Regions from separate parts of the Gasterosteus aculeatus genome. Here region 2 is linked to region 1. The links are chromatin contacts, called in public Hi-C maps. All regions are on one chromosome and are shown on one strand. Each heading gives the region's core, a stretch centred on a gene start, on an enhancer-like site or on the middle of the called end of the contact. The rest is flanking DNA. Distances are from core to core; before and after follow the strand shown. Region 1 holds the start of celsr2 (cadherin, EGF LAG seven-pass G-type receptor 2). Region 2 overlaps celsr2 (cadherin, EGF LAG seven-pass G-type receptor 2).

Region 1 (3,511 bases), core at 655-3,154:
TCGATGTAAAACTGTCCCCTGGTGTTTCCGCTCATGATGCTGAAGTGAACGACGGCATTGCTCCCTCTGTCCCTGTCTGTGGCCGTGACCTGCAGGATCTCCGTGTTAGGGGTCATGTCCTCTGGCACCTGGACCACGTAGCGTTTCTCACTGAACTGGGGAGCATTATCATTGTCATCCTCAACCACAATGTGAACAGTAGCTGTGGCGCTGCGGGGCCCGGGGTCACGACCTTGGTCATTGGCCTCGACCAGCAGCATATAGGCTTCCACCTCCTCTCTGTCTACCAGGCCTCTGGTGCGGATTACCCCGGACCTCGAATCGATCTCAAAGACATCGTTGGACCCGTTGGTGTTGACAATGCGGTAAAGGATGTTCCCGTTTACAGGCGCGTCCCCGTCCGTGGCCCTCACAGTTAACACCTCGTAGCTTATTTCTAGATTCTCCCTGATGCTCTCCTTGTAGTCCTGCTGCTCAAACACGGGGTCGTGATCATTGGTGTCTCTGACTGTGATAGTGAGGGTGGCCATGGCGGTGCGCCGAGGCACGCCGTGGTCAACCGCGGTCACACGGAACACGTGGGTGTCTTTAGTCTCCCGGTCGAGCACCTCTACCGTGGACACGTAGCCGTTGGCAGGGTCCACGGCGAAGAGATTGTTTGAGCGGCTGTCAAAGAGGGCTTCTATAAAATACTCCAGCCTGCCTGCCTCCCCCTCGTCGCCATCCACTGCTTTCAGAACAACAACCGAAGTTCCGGAAGGCTGATTCTCCGCCACGGATACTTGGTACATCGGGGGTTGAAACTGGGGGCTGCTGTTGATGCTTCTCCTCTTCCTCCTGCTCACAATCCCCGAGTCAGACAGAGCTGCCTTTTCCATCAGCTTGCCAAGGTGGCCCTGCCTGAAGGGGCCCTGTCCCACACGCCAATGGACAGAGACGGGGTGCAGTTTAGCGCTCGGTCCCTCTCCCGAGAGCACATCGCAGAGCAAGTCCAGCTCCAGCAGCGTGTCCTGCCTCCAGCACAGCGTCTGAGACACAAACAAGTCCCCCTCGGAGAAGTAAAAGTCCCGACTGTTGGAGACTTTGCAGCGGATCGGGGCTCCTGGCAGCAAACCCTCCACTGCAAATAAAGCAGAGCCGGCTCGGTGGCACTGCGCGCGTTGGTGGCCGCGGGTGCCACCAAACAAACTGAGCACCTCCATGTCCCACTGAGGTTTTCTTTTACGCTTGTTTGAACAGTTCCTACCGTGGACATGCACGTCGTACTGGCTGGTGAGGAGATGCCTGTAGCCGGAGTCCGTGCAGTCGGCCACGGTGTACACGGCGAACGGGTTGGCGCGCAGCGAGGCGCACTTTACGGAGTCCGACACGAACACAACGCCCGCCGCTGCGTCCGTCCCCAGAAACCGCTCCGTGAATTTGGGAGCGAGTACCTGATCCAGAGCGCACCGCGCGCCCCGCTGCGCGCCGGCCACCACCGTCCTCGGCCCCGCATCCTCGCCGATGTGAACGGCGTAAGAACGCACCGGCGGAACCAGTTTACACCACAAGAGAATCCACAACAAATCCCATTTAGCGAAGTGCATCGCTCCTCAGTTCTGTGTTCCACCGGGTCCCCCGGGTGGGAATCTCTCTCTCTCTCGCTCTCTCGCAGCTCCGTATTCCTTCAAACTTCCCGCCTGTGAGTTTCCCTTTGTTGCAGAGGAGCCATGCTCTCAGCGGGCGCACTTCTCTGCGGCCACTGCGGTTGTTTGGAAGAGGTGAAGCCGCGGTGACCCGGTCCGGAGCGGCTCGCTCGCTCTCACTCGCTCGCTCGCACGCCGGCAGCAGCAGCAGCTCCGCTCGGTCACAGCAACTCCGCTCGAGTGGTGAAAATGGCTCCAGCTCCCCCTGCGCCGCCAGTTTCATTATCATAAACCCCTCTGTGAGTGCGTGTGCGTGCGTGCGTGCGTACGTGAGAGAGAAACAGCTCCTTAGGGACTAAAGAATTGACAAGTTACCCCTAAATTGTAACTTCCTAAAAGCTTCTTTCGTGTATTTTACTCGACATTGTATTTATTTTACTTGACAAAATTGTGTTTATTAGCTTATTCCTTGCCGTATTAGAACAATGCAGCTGTATACACTTCCAGTGTAATATGTTCATAATGTGGTTTTATTGAAGTTTTGAAAACAACACTGCAAAGTGTTGGCAAAGGGAGAGCAGCGTGGTCTCACACACAACCACCACCATCAGTACCGATGTGATCTCATATCTACCACCTCTCCCAAAGGGTTTACTCATTAACAGGCGGACATTCCTCAAACAGAAGGCGAATAATGTTTTAACACAACACGATGAGGCTGGAGAGGTTTTTTTTCACCAGTGTTTAGAAATCGTAGAAAAGACCATTTAAACTTAGTACACAAATTCCTGTCATTTTTTGTCATCACATCGAAAAATGGGAGCTGTAAAAAATATAAATATTAAAATTATATATACCACATATATATATGAGCAAGATACAGGTGGAGTACAAAACATAACTGCGTTTAGACAGACGAATAACGTCTGCGATAAAGCGGGTGAAACTCGATGTGCGCACACTGACCCCTTGTGGACAAACCGGAGTCTCGCAGCCGGAGAATCCTTCGTCCAGCAGAAGTCTCTGTAGTTCTCTTCGCCTCTACAGTATTTCCATGAAGACGTTGGGTGGAATGAATGAGAGGCTCTTCAACTCTATTGAAAATCTTCTAGTTTGTCCGTGCGCCCTACATCTGGACTTATTGTAGGGGGGAAAAAAATCACTGATAAAACATTGAGTAGTCGGCATTAGCATGTGGATTAGTCACAGTTGTCAGATACTATAATTTATAGTGATGTGACTAAACAGAAATATCCATCAAAGCTACAGCCCAATGTGGTCAATTCATAGGCGGTTCTCTTTTTTAACCTTTTCCCCATTTCAATTGTTTTAATAGCACCACCTTACAATTATTCAATGTACAGTATCTATTAAGTGGTGAAGAAAGTACTCAGATCTTTAAAGTAGCAATACCACAATATATGAAAAATGTTTTACAACCACTAGGCATGCATTCATATTACAGTGGATAAATGTACTGTGCCTTATCTCAAAAAAACATGAGCAAACAAATAGGGGCAGCTTTTTACTGTTTTTATTGTTGCTGGAGGCTCTAATACAATATGAATCATAAGCTTTACAAAATAAAAACAAAAATACAACAAAAAGATTCCCCTCCAAAATGGAAACAAGACAAAGGTTTCCACTGAGACACAATGACGAACTGTGACCCCCAACAAAGACGTAATAGGTAGGAGAGAAAAGTGGATTAAGCTGAACAGAGGGGATGCATGTCATGTTATACACAGTGTAGGGGCCTTGGGGCAGAGATCATAACAGTCCATCCCCGTGTTTTATAAGTTCACATTTCCACTCACTGCATCCCCACACTGGCTCACATGCATGTGGACAGAGTGGAATAAAGAGTAAAAAGCTTTTAACGCAAA
Region 2 (3,511 bases), core at 438-2,937, 39 kb before region 1:
CAGTGAAGTGGACGTCCTGCGTAGCTGTGAGGTTGAAGCCCTGCTGCTTGTTCTCGTGCTGCAGAAGACTCTGCGTGAGCCGATAAGCCACCTTCACGTCGCTGCCGTAGTACTTCTCCGTGTGCAAGGTGGCGTTGGCCAACATGGCGGCCGTCTGCTGGACATGTCCAGAGTCCAGCAGCGACGTGTTACGGGAAAACTTCTCAGACTGGAGGGAGGAAAGGATAATCATTCATTTACGTTTTGATGCTGCGTGAGTAAAAGGTATTTTTAACCGAACTGAAAAATATCAATTTCAATTACAAATGAGGGTGTTATTGTTGGAATCCTAAGGTTCATTTAAAAAGATAAGACGGAGGGAGAAGCCACACACCAGGGCTTTCAGCTTGCTGAAGGTAACAGAGGTGCAGTTGAAGAGATTGGGAGGCAGCCAGCCCTTGTGCTCGTCGCAGTGGCGGATCGCTGTGCCTGAAGAAAGGGGGAGAAAGTTACCACGTGGGAGTTGAGAAACAGTGGAGCTGCAGCGGGGAGAGAAGGCTTGAGGCAAGTTTAATATACTGCTTATATATTATTATACTGGTCATTTGATGGGCAGCCTGAAAAAAAAACATCATACCGAGAGTTCCCTTGGGACAGTGAACTGCTGCAGGGAGACCAAACTTAGTCCTGGGCCACCAGATCCCGGCCTCGATGGCCTGAGGGCAGCTGTCATAGATCACTGAGTGAGGTGGAGCAGGAGGGAGAGAGATTTAATATATTTAATATATTTCTAGCTACAATAAAGTGGGGCCTATGAATTAAGCATTGTAATAACCTGAGAGTAATCGGATTCATTCTGACCTTCGCAGCCGTTGGGTGAAACCTCAGCGAAGGGGTTGTCGCAGTGGTCACACTGGCGCCCGATGACGCCGGGTTTACACTGGCACTGGCCGCTCTCTCGGTCGCACGCTCTGGAAAAGGAGCCGACCGGGTAGCAGTCGCACAGCAGGCAGGTGTCGCTGCCTTCGGGGAGGTAGTGGTTGTCCTGTGGAGTGGAGAGACAAAGTTTTTGATTATCAATTGAAAAACAAAAAAATCTGTTTTCCATTAGCGGCCTCGGTCGGTGCAGGTCGGGCACATGCTCACCTTGCAGCGGCATTCTCCGCTCGTCTTGTTGCAGTCAGAGTCGAAGCCCTTGTCTGTCTGACAGCTACAGGGGCCGCAGGTCTTGTGACCCCACCAGCCTCTGGGACACGGCAAATCGGTTCTGCACACACAAGTACAGCATTACTTCTCCTGCAGAGCAACAAAACAACACGCCACACAAAAACATACAGGGTTTTACATAAACGTTGAAAAAAATTTACTTTTTTTCGCAGTAACGGCCAAAGTAGTTCTTAGGGCAGTCGCAGGTGTAACCACGAGAGGAGCTTGGCTTCCGGGTGCATGTTGACTCGTGCTCACAGGGGTTCAGTGAGCATGCATCGGTGCAGTTGGTGCCATAGTAGCCTGTGAAATAAAGGTGAAAAGAAAGAATAAGCTGCTGTGCTCTCACAACACTGTGAACCGTATTTACACATCGGTTTAAAGTAACCGCTCAGCCCTGCAGAATGTTTTACGATTGTGTTGGCGAAGTGCAAGCGGACGGACCGGCGAGGCAGGTGCAGGAGTGGCTGTCCCAGTCGTCGCTGCAGTAGCTGCTGGCAGGACAGGGGCTGGAGCTGCACGGGTCGGGCACGTTGCAGCCCGCCTCCACGTTCACCTTCCTCGCCTGAGACAGACTCAGAGCTCCGCCCACACGCAGACCCTGCAGGAGAACCAAATAAACATTTTGTTGGGGGGGAAAAGGAATGTTCTCTTAAGCACAAGATTGCTGTTTTCGATGGGTTGAAACACAAAGAAGTGCCTGTGTGTAAACATTTTGTGTGTTATAGTATTACAAAATGGCCATCTACCCTGCATCATAAGCTCAAGCAGTTAAAACCGTCGTTTAAGCAAGATTCTCATTTAAAGGGCAAGTGAAGAAGACAGTAGATCAAATCTGGTAGAAAAGTGATTGAGTTTTTTTTGTCAGGTTTCAACTGATTTTTAATGACTGCAATTGTATATATTCAAATACATTTCATAATTTTCAATATTGTGCTTGTGTTGTGCTTTATAGAGTAGAAGACCTTTAATATCTATGCACACATATAAGACATAAGTGAGCTCGCGGACCTGTATACAGCCACGGAAGCCATGCTGAATTTTCCCATCAGTTCTTTCCAAACCACCAACGCTCACAGTCTTCAGCTTGGAGTCTCGGAGCTTCCCGTCCACCTCCATACTGGCCTGAAAAGGTACAGACTTTATTGCTGCCAAGCTACAGTATCTTAATTCATCTGCAGGGATGAAACGCCAACTCACCAGGTAAAGGCCCTGGTCTAAAGACAGCACTGCTTTGTGGTGGCTTGCTGCTCCCTCCAGACTGCTGATATCCAGCTGCAAATGGTGCCAGTCTCCATCGTTCACCAGGACCTCCTCCACACGGGAGAGAGTCGAGTCCTCCCCCCTGTGCAGCCCCATCAGCACACTCCCCCCGCGCAGCTACAGAGGCGACAGGGAGCGAGGCGGGAAAAGAGTGGAATCAGCAGGACGGAGATTGAGACGATGTTTGATACCAGAGGAGGAAAATAGAGCACCAGGATTTAGCAATGCATCACACGATGAACAGGAACTGCCAAGGTTCAAACGTTGAATTGCTAGAAATAGAATATAGTACAGTTACGCAACATCAGGCATGCGTCAGTCTAGACGAGCTCAAAAGCAGCTGCTTCAATGAGAGATTCAGCATTTGGATGTGCTGAAACTCATATGGCCAATAGGTGGAGCCTCAGTCCTAAAATGTTTGATCTTTAGGAAAAGATGCCTCACTAGACTTTGCACCCATTGAAGAAGTGAAGTTATGGCTCTTTGCTATTAGGAGGGAAGGACTAAGAAATAACATAATAATTCTAGTTAACTTTCTCCTTTAGGACTTGTTGCTCTCACCTGCAGCGTGAGGTTGTGCTGCTGGCCTGCGGAGATGTGCAGCAGCGTCGCGCTGGCCTGACGTGTGCGGAACATGAGCTCTACATGCCAGGGGACGGAGGACGCGGCCGCCGCCATGTTGTTCCACTGCAACACACTGTTACCCAGGAAACGCTGCGGGCTTGCCATGACTAGAAGGAGAGAGTACAAAAGTGGTGAAGATAATTGAGCAGAGAGAGTTTCGCAGTGAGTCATTACTGTTAACTCCAGCATGCGATGTGATCACAGATTTAAAAAAACCAACATGAATTCTCACTACTTATTAGACATTTTATTTTGGTAATCTGTGGATGTGTGAAATCAAATCAGAAAGCTCAGATGATTGACTTATTGATCAAACGTCTGTGCTGTTAATTCAGAGGGATAATGTAGTACATAGGGGTACACATTATACACAACATGAAGCCCCCCTCCAGTTGAAAATGTGTTATGTTCTTGTGTGTTGAATGTGATGTTTGAGCTT

Evidence for each region. Hi-C and Micro-C count contacts between places; a contact is called where the count stands out from the background.
Region 2: a contact with region 1 is called in a Hi-C map of skeletal muscle, with 8 times the contacts expected there. The contact joins the enhancer-like site here to the promoter of celsr2 in region 1. A contact is called at or near these places in 5 of 6 Hi-C or Micro-C datasets (liver, skeletal muscle, tail fin and 1 more).

What each region holds. Positions count from the first base shown.
Region 1 is chr17:9,443,475-9,446,985 of fGasAcu3.hap1.1, reverse strand. celsr2 (cadherin, EGF LAG seven-pass G-type receptor 2) reads right to left here and starts at 1,904. Exons shown (of 34, transcript XM_040203515.2): 1 at 1-1,904. The coding sequence starts at 1,586. It overlaps capzb (capping actin protein of muscle Z-line subunit beta), which reads right to left. Exons shown (of 9, transcript XM_040203526.2): 9 at 3,144-3,511.
Region 2 is chr17:9,482,432-9,485,942 of fGasAcu3.hap1.1, reverse strand. It overlaps celsr2 (cadherin, EGF LAG seven-pass G-type receptor 2), which reads right to left. Exons shown (of 34, transcript XM_040203515.2): 9 at 3,010-3,179; 10 at 2,386-2,565; 11 at 2,197-2,310; 12 at 1,630-1,786; 13 at 1,347-1,488; 14 at 1,126-1,246; 15 at 841-1,024; 16 at 617-718; 17 at 374-468; 18 at 1-208. Among protein-coding and RNA genes, the nearest start is that of dstyk, 26 kb to the left of the region's middle. Within about 2 kb of position 1,687, at least 3 of the 9 cell types and tissues checked have open chromatin away from gene starts, as enhancers often do.